2 separate regions of the Mus musculus genome follow, and region 1 is linked to region 2. A link is a contact called in public promoter capture Hi-C data. All regions are on one chromosome and are shown on one strand. The core of a region is the stretch at or near the end of the contact, and the rest is flanking DNA. Distances in the headings are between cores, read along the strand shown. Region 1 holds the start of Vps37a (vacuolar protein sorting 37A). Region 2 holds the start of AI429214 (expressed sequence AI429214).

What was found. Promoter capture Hi-C pulls out the DNA fragments that hold promoters and counts their contacts.
Region 1: a promoter capture Hi-C map of pre-B cells shows a contact between it and region 2, with 4 times the contacts expected there. The contact joins the promoter of Vps37a here to the promoter of AI429214 in region 2. A contact is called at or near these places in 3 of 39 promoter capture datasets (hippocampal neurons, maxillary cranial neural crest and pre-B cells).

The regions. Positions count from the first base shown.
Region 1 is chr8:40,510,475-40,513,221 of GRCm38.p6, reverse strand. Vps37a (vacuolar protein sorting 37A) reads right to left here and starts at 1,439. Exons shown (of 12, transcript NM_033560.3): 1 at 989-1,439. The coding sequence starts at 1,113. Cnot7 (CCR4-NOT transcription complex, subunit 7) reads left to right here and starts at 1,468. Exons shown (of 7, transcript NM_011135.5): 1 at 1,468-1,682.
Region 2 is chr8:36,992,152-36,995,052 of GRCm38.p6, reverse strand. AI429214 (expressed sequence AI429214) reads right to left here and starts at 1,478. Exons shown (of 1, transcript NM_001039220.3): 1 at 1-1,478. The coding sequence starts at 1,353. The coding sequence ends at 472. All of the region lies in intron 2 of G630064G18Rik (RIKEN cDNA G630064G18 gene), which reads left to right.

The DNA.
Region 1 (2,747 bases), core at 190-2,689, 3.5 Mb before region 2:
TAGCTTACTTGCTTGGGAAGAAAATAGATGTGTAACACAAAAATAGCCCTTGATGGTGTGTTCAATAACTTGATGTTATTATCTCATGGATGTGTGAGTAGGTATGTATACATACATAATTATATTGTATAACATATTATAATGTGTATAATGTGACAAGGTTTTTGAAAGTCTAGAGTTTAATCATGTTGATCTCTAATATGCTTTATAAAATGTGCTGTGAAGCTGTTAGTTAATTGTAAAATCCATATATCGCAAAGCAGCTCTAATATTTGAAAGCCTGTAGCAGCCACGGACATATCTAATTTAAAAAAAAGACTGCAGCAAACAATTTTATATTTAAGAAAAAAAGTCGAAATAATCTGATTTCCTGTATTTCTAGTTTGACTACAATACAACAAGCAAACTCAAAAGACAACAGATAATGCAGATGGTTGTCTGGCAAGTCCTAAGTGTGGAGCCAAATAGAAGAAAGTGAGAAGTCTAAAGACTCTAACAATTACAAGACAGAAAGAGGTTATTGGAACAGGGTGAGCTTTAATTACAGACTCAAAAGGATTGTCACCAGGACAGAGTTAACTAAAAACACTGGCTTCCCTTTTCTTTGACGTTGCAACAGTTTAAATTTTCAGTTCATAAAACTGTTGGGAATTATCTTTCCAACTGTCTCTTAGCATGTTAACAATTCGAAGGCAATGCTACAATCAGGTAGATCAAAAGGAAAATTAGCGTGTGAGCTAGGGGTGCTGTATACAGATTAAAGAGAGATGACTCCGTTTGTCAGTGGAGATGAGCCAAGTCAAGAGAGGAGCTGAACAGCGGTGGGGCACCAGGGACACAAACTAGGGAAGCAAGCGCTTAACCCCACTGGAAGACCCATCAACAGGAGGCAGCTGATGGAGCGGCCTACGGATTCGCACACGGTGTGTTTGCAAGCAGCCCGCCCTCCCGTCCTACTTTACCCTGGGCCGAAGCCACCAGTCGTCACCTGGAATGGGAGTTCCGGAGTGACTCGATCAGCCGCTGCTTCTGCTGCTGGAGACTGGTGAGGCCGGCAGGGGACCCAGCCGCGGAGGATGACGCGCTCTTCGCCAGGGGAAAGAGCCAGCTCATCCTCCTCGGGTCCCCGGGCCCGAGGCCCTACAAGGTTCTGGCCTGCTGCTCCTCGCTTAGCCCAGTGCTTCCCGGGCGATCGAGCACGGCCCGGACGGGGTGCCCAGGGGCCGCGCCGTCTCCCACACGCCGCGCTCGTGAGTCCCTGGCCCCGGGGGTCCGAGCTACCACTGCGGGCGGCTGGAGAAGGGCGACTCGTCGGCTGGACGGAACCCCGGTGTGCTCCGGGCCACCACCACCCCGGGGTCAGTTAGCTAGGCCTGGTCGCCTTGCCGGCTCAGCTGCTCCAACGCCGGGGCGTTCGTCACCTGCCCGCCCCGCCTCCTGAGGGAGGGCCCCGCCCACCCGGCGCCCGGCGTCATCAGGCCGCGCCCTCGGCGGGACGTGCGAGGAGCGACGTCGCCGCGCTGGGCCGAGCGCCGCTCCAGCTCCCCTTTCCCCCTTTCGCAGGGCGAGAGGCGTCTATGGGGCTCCCGCCGCCGCCGCCGGTACCGCCACCGCCACCGCCGCCGCCGGGTGCTAGCTCTATGGCGAGGAGGAGGAGGAGGAGCGCGAGCTCAGAGACCCAAGTAGATCCGGCGGGGGCCCGGGCGTGCTGGGGCGCCTTGGGAAAAGGGGCTGGGAGTGGGGAGCCCGAGATTGGCGCGCGCGATGGCGCCCGCCTAAGCGTGGCTGTGTGGGACGGAACTGGCGGAGGCGGGGAGCCCGGGGGGACGGCGGTGCTAACGGGCGGGGGGCGGGTGGGGGCTGTCAGGGGCGCGGCGCGCAGTGATGACGCCACCGCTTTGTACCTGGGACTTCGTTGTGGGAAGGAAATTGCGAGTGGAGGGCGGTGGCCTACTTGGGGCCCCGGTGGCTTTCGTCCTCGGCAGTGGTTTTTGGGGGTAGTCGGTCTGGCTCTAGGCCATGCGAATAGGCACCCTGCTCCTGGCCGGCGGCCAGCCGAGCGACTTATCCTTGACATGAAGGCGGCCGTGCTCTCTCCACGTTGCTCGCCCACGGAGGACGCGCGACCTCAGGGATGAGAAGGCCTTGGCTGCCCCTTGGAGGGACCCCTGAGACCGCAGTAGAGAAGAGCGGGTGGAGGAAAGCAGGGTTAAAGTACAGTGTGTCGGTAGAGCGCGTGTAGGGACCGGTGTGAGGACGGAGGGGAGGAAGAAAGAAGGCGTGCCCTGCATCACCTTTTGTTTTCTCCAGCGTACATTTAGGAGTTTGGGACACCAGGCCACCCTCTTTTAACTCGCTGGTTTTGTCGGGGGTTATTGTGTGTTTGGTCCCTGTCCGTCTGATTAATTATCTTACCATTGTATACCGTGAACCTTGTGTGGATGGCAGAGACGTGAGGTCTCTCTTGGGTTGCCAGTTTTTGAAATTAGAAATTTTTAAATGTACACATTTCATTGCCTGCCTGCCTACCTGCTTGCTTGCTTTCTTTCTTTCTTTCTTTCTTTCTCCCTCCCGCTATATTTGTTTCTGAGATTGCCTAATGGCTTTTCAAAACATTTTTAAGAAAAATGTTTCCTCTGCTCTGCTTTGAATGAGTAAGATTTTTAAATGTTTTGTTAGAAGAATAAAAGCAAGCATTCTGTTATGAAACGTTTGATTTTGTTGATTTTTTTTTTTTTTTTTGGCTT
Region 2 (2,901 bases), core at 229-2,728:
ATATCTGTTTACTTCTTTCTCTCTGTACTGTCCACCACCACTCCAAACTACCATCATTCATATGTGTGTGTGTGTATAGAGAGAATACCACACACACACACATATACATACATATATATATATATATATATATATATATATATATATATATATATATTCCCCTAGATTACAAAAGTTTTGCAATTTCTCCAATTGTCTTCCATAATGTGAAAAATCTATTGGATTTAATGATTTAGACTTCAGTGAAGGAAGCAGAAGTAAATCTTACATTAGTTTCTAAATTTCCTCTATATGAGATGGTAATTACTCAAATCCACACCAGGTACATGTATGCACAACACATGTTATCACTAATCACCAATAGTCACCATCCCCTGGTTGGGCATAGTACATATCATCATTAGTAGTCAGCACCTCCTATCTGGTTGGACGTGTGAGTTGAGAATCATTAAAAAGACTTGTACAGTCTTCCTACACCTGCTTTGAATATGCCCGCCCAAAGCCGGAGCTTCCCTTCAGCATTTTCTCAGTCAGTCGCTTCCAGATGATCCTAGGATCATCTGAAAGCCTGGGGAAGCCCTGATGTGCTTCTCCAACACGGGTGAGAAAGTCTGTGGTATGAAGGTGTTCATCTATTTTCTCTTGGAGTAGTAGTGACTGCAGTAAAGTTTTCCTTCGTCTCAGGAAGTCAGACTGAGCCAGCTCTGCTCTTTTGCTATTACAGCTGGGACACTGCGAAGAAATGTGTTGCGTAATCGCCCCTATGTACGCCAGAGTCGCTCTCGTGTTTTCCAAATAGATTCTGTTCCACAGTTCATCAGGGATCGTACAATTGAAAGCATCTACCTCTGAGGTCTCTGCAATCCATCTGAGCTGCAGCCTTTTGGGTCTGTTGCTTTTCTTAGCTCTTAAATCCTGTCTCTGGTGAATCAAGTTTACTTTTTTAGTACAAAAAGACTGCAGGGCATCCAGTTCTTCTGCGGATTCCTTAGGGATTTCTGGTGGGAGTCTACGGTCGGGTTGAGATCTTTCAGAATGAATTTCTTTGCTCTTGAGATGGTTGATCCACATTTCACTCAGCTTATTTTCATCCTTCTGTAAGAGTGAAAGTTCTGACTGCTCGTCTTGCTCTTCCGAACTTGTAGTCGGCGTTTTGGTCTCGACTGGGCTCTCAGAGGTGTGTGAATAGGATTGTAATTCTCCAGAGAAGCTGATGGAACCAGAACTCAGTACCTCATCTGCACAGGACCCGGGGAACTCTTCTGAAACTTGAGTAGCACAGACGTCCGTCTGGGCCGGGCCTCCGTGCTCTTCTTTTGAGTCCTCCGGCTTCTGAGCAGGTGGCCACCCCATTGTCTCGGACTCAGTTCCTCATCTGCTTTGCTCTGGTCAAAAATGGGTCTGGAACCAGTAAAGAGGAGCCGACAGGGCACAATCTTTGGTGTAGTTGAGTGCCGCGAGCTTCTTCTTCCGGGTATGCCTTTCCTGGTTGACATGGCAACGCGGGCCGGTCATGCGCAGTGAGTGGTCTCCGGTATCCCGCCCCTTTCCTGTCTCTTGCAGGAGCCCGTTCAACAGCTTTTAATTCAGCCCTCAGGCTGCTGTGTGTAATTCAAGGGAAAAGGTCGCAAACCTTTCAGGTCAGACCAGGTGTTGAGCATACGTAAGTCCCATGGAGACAGACAGATGGCACTTGACAAAAGAGATAACGCGTCTTGCCGCAAAATTTCCACAAAAAGTGCTATCTGAAGTCCCCAGTAATACATACCTGTTTTAGAGCCAAGGGAGAAGCTGTTTGTAGATTTGCCTTAGAATAAAAATGGAAATACTCACAATATTCTCTAAGGTCTCTCCACAGTCTCTCAAGGCTCCTGAAAACCCTCGCAGATTCCTCAAAACCACAGTGTTAGGTGCTGTCCCTTCCAACTGCCAGATCCATACCTTCATCTCTAGATGTTGTGCTGTATGGCTATTACCACCTACAAGATGCTTTACACGGAGGGTTCGGGTGCATTTCCTGCATTCTGTATATCTGAGTCTCTGAGGATAAAGCCTAAAGATGCAGCCTGCTCAAGAAATCTGTTAGTGTGCTTAATACCACTTACAAAGGGACAGTGGGTTTTGTGACATGAGTAATTCCACTTTAAGAAAGTCTAAGTATCCTCCTATTTAATTTCAAACTCAAGCCCTTACCCAATGATACATCCCTCTAATACGGGGCTTTTAAAAGACATTGCCTCAGACCCAAATGCCATATAAAGGCACATGTTGAAAATCCTGATGATGACCCTAAAGCGCGCGCGCGCGCGCGCGCACACACACACACACACACACACACACTGGACTCTCAAATGCACTTTGTCTTCCTTCCCTGCATCCCTTCCGACACTGCCGACTCATCCTTGTGTGTCCTCACCCACTCCCTTACTTTGCCAAGGTCAATGGTCTGAAATATTCAAAGATAATCTGAGAAATTTGGTCAGCCTTCCTTTAAAGATAAGAACTTTCCAACTTCCTCATTTCGGCCAAATTAAAGAAAGCAGAAAGACAATTGTGGATCTAAGGGATTTCCAGCAGGATTCGTGTTTTTATTCTAAATTGTTTCAAAATCCTCCCTCATGCTCCCATTCATATTTCCATATAATTCATTTTTCTCCCCACCCCCAACAAGGAATGTGTCTTTAAAGTACATCCTCTAATAACGTCCATGTGCTAATACCCAGGCTCATCCAACTTCTATCTTTTAGCACTGTAAGTTTATCTGTTTTTTAAAAATAGCTTCATCTGTGACCAAAAAATATGAATAGGAAATTAATCAATTTTCTTTTCATAAAAGTAGCGAGATACTGTGGACAGTTTAACATTCTAGTAACTGCTGTTTAAGAAGAAAAATAGCTGCAG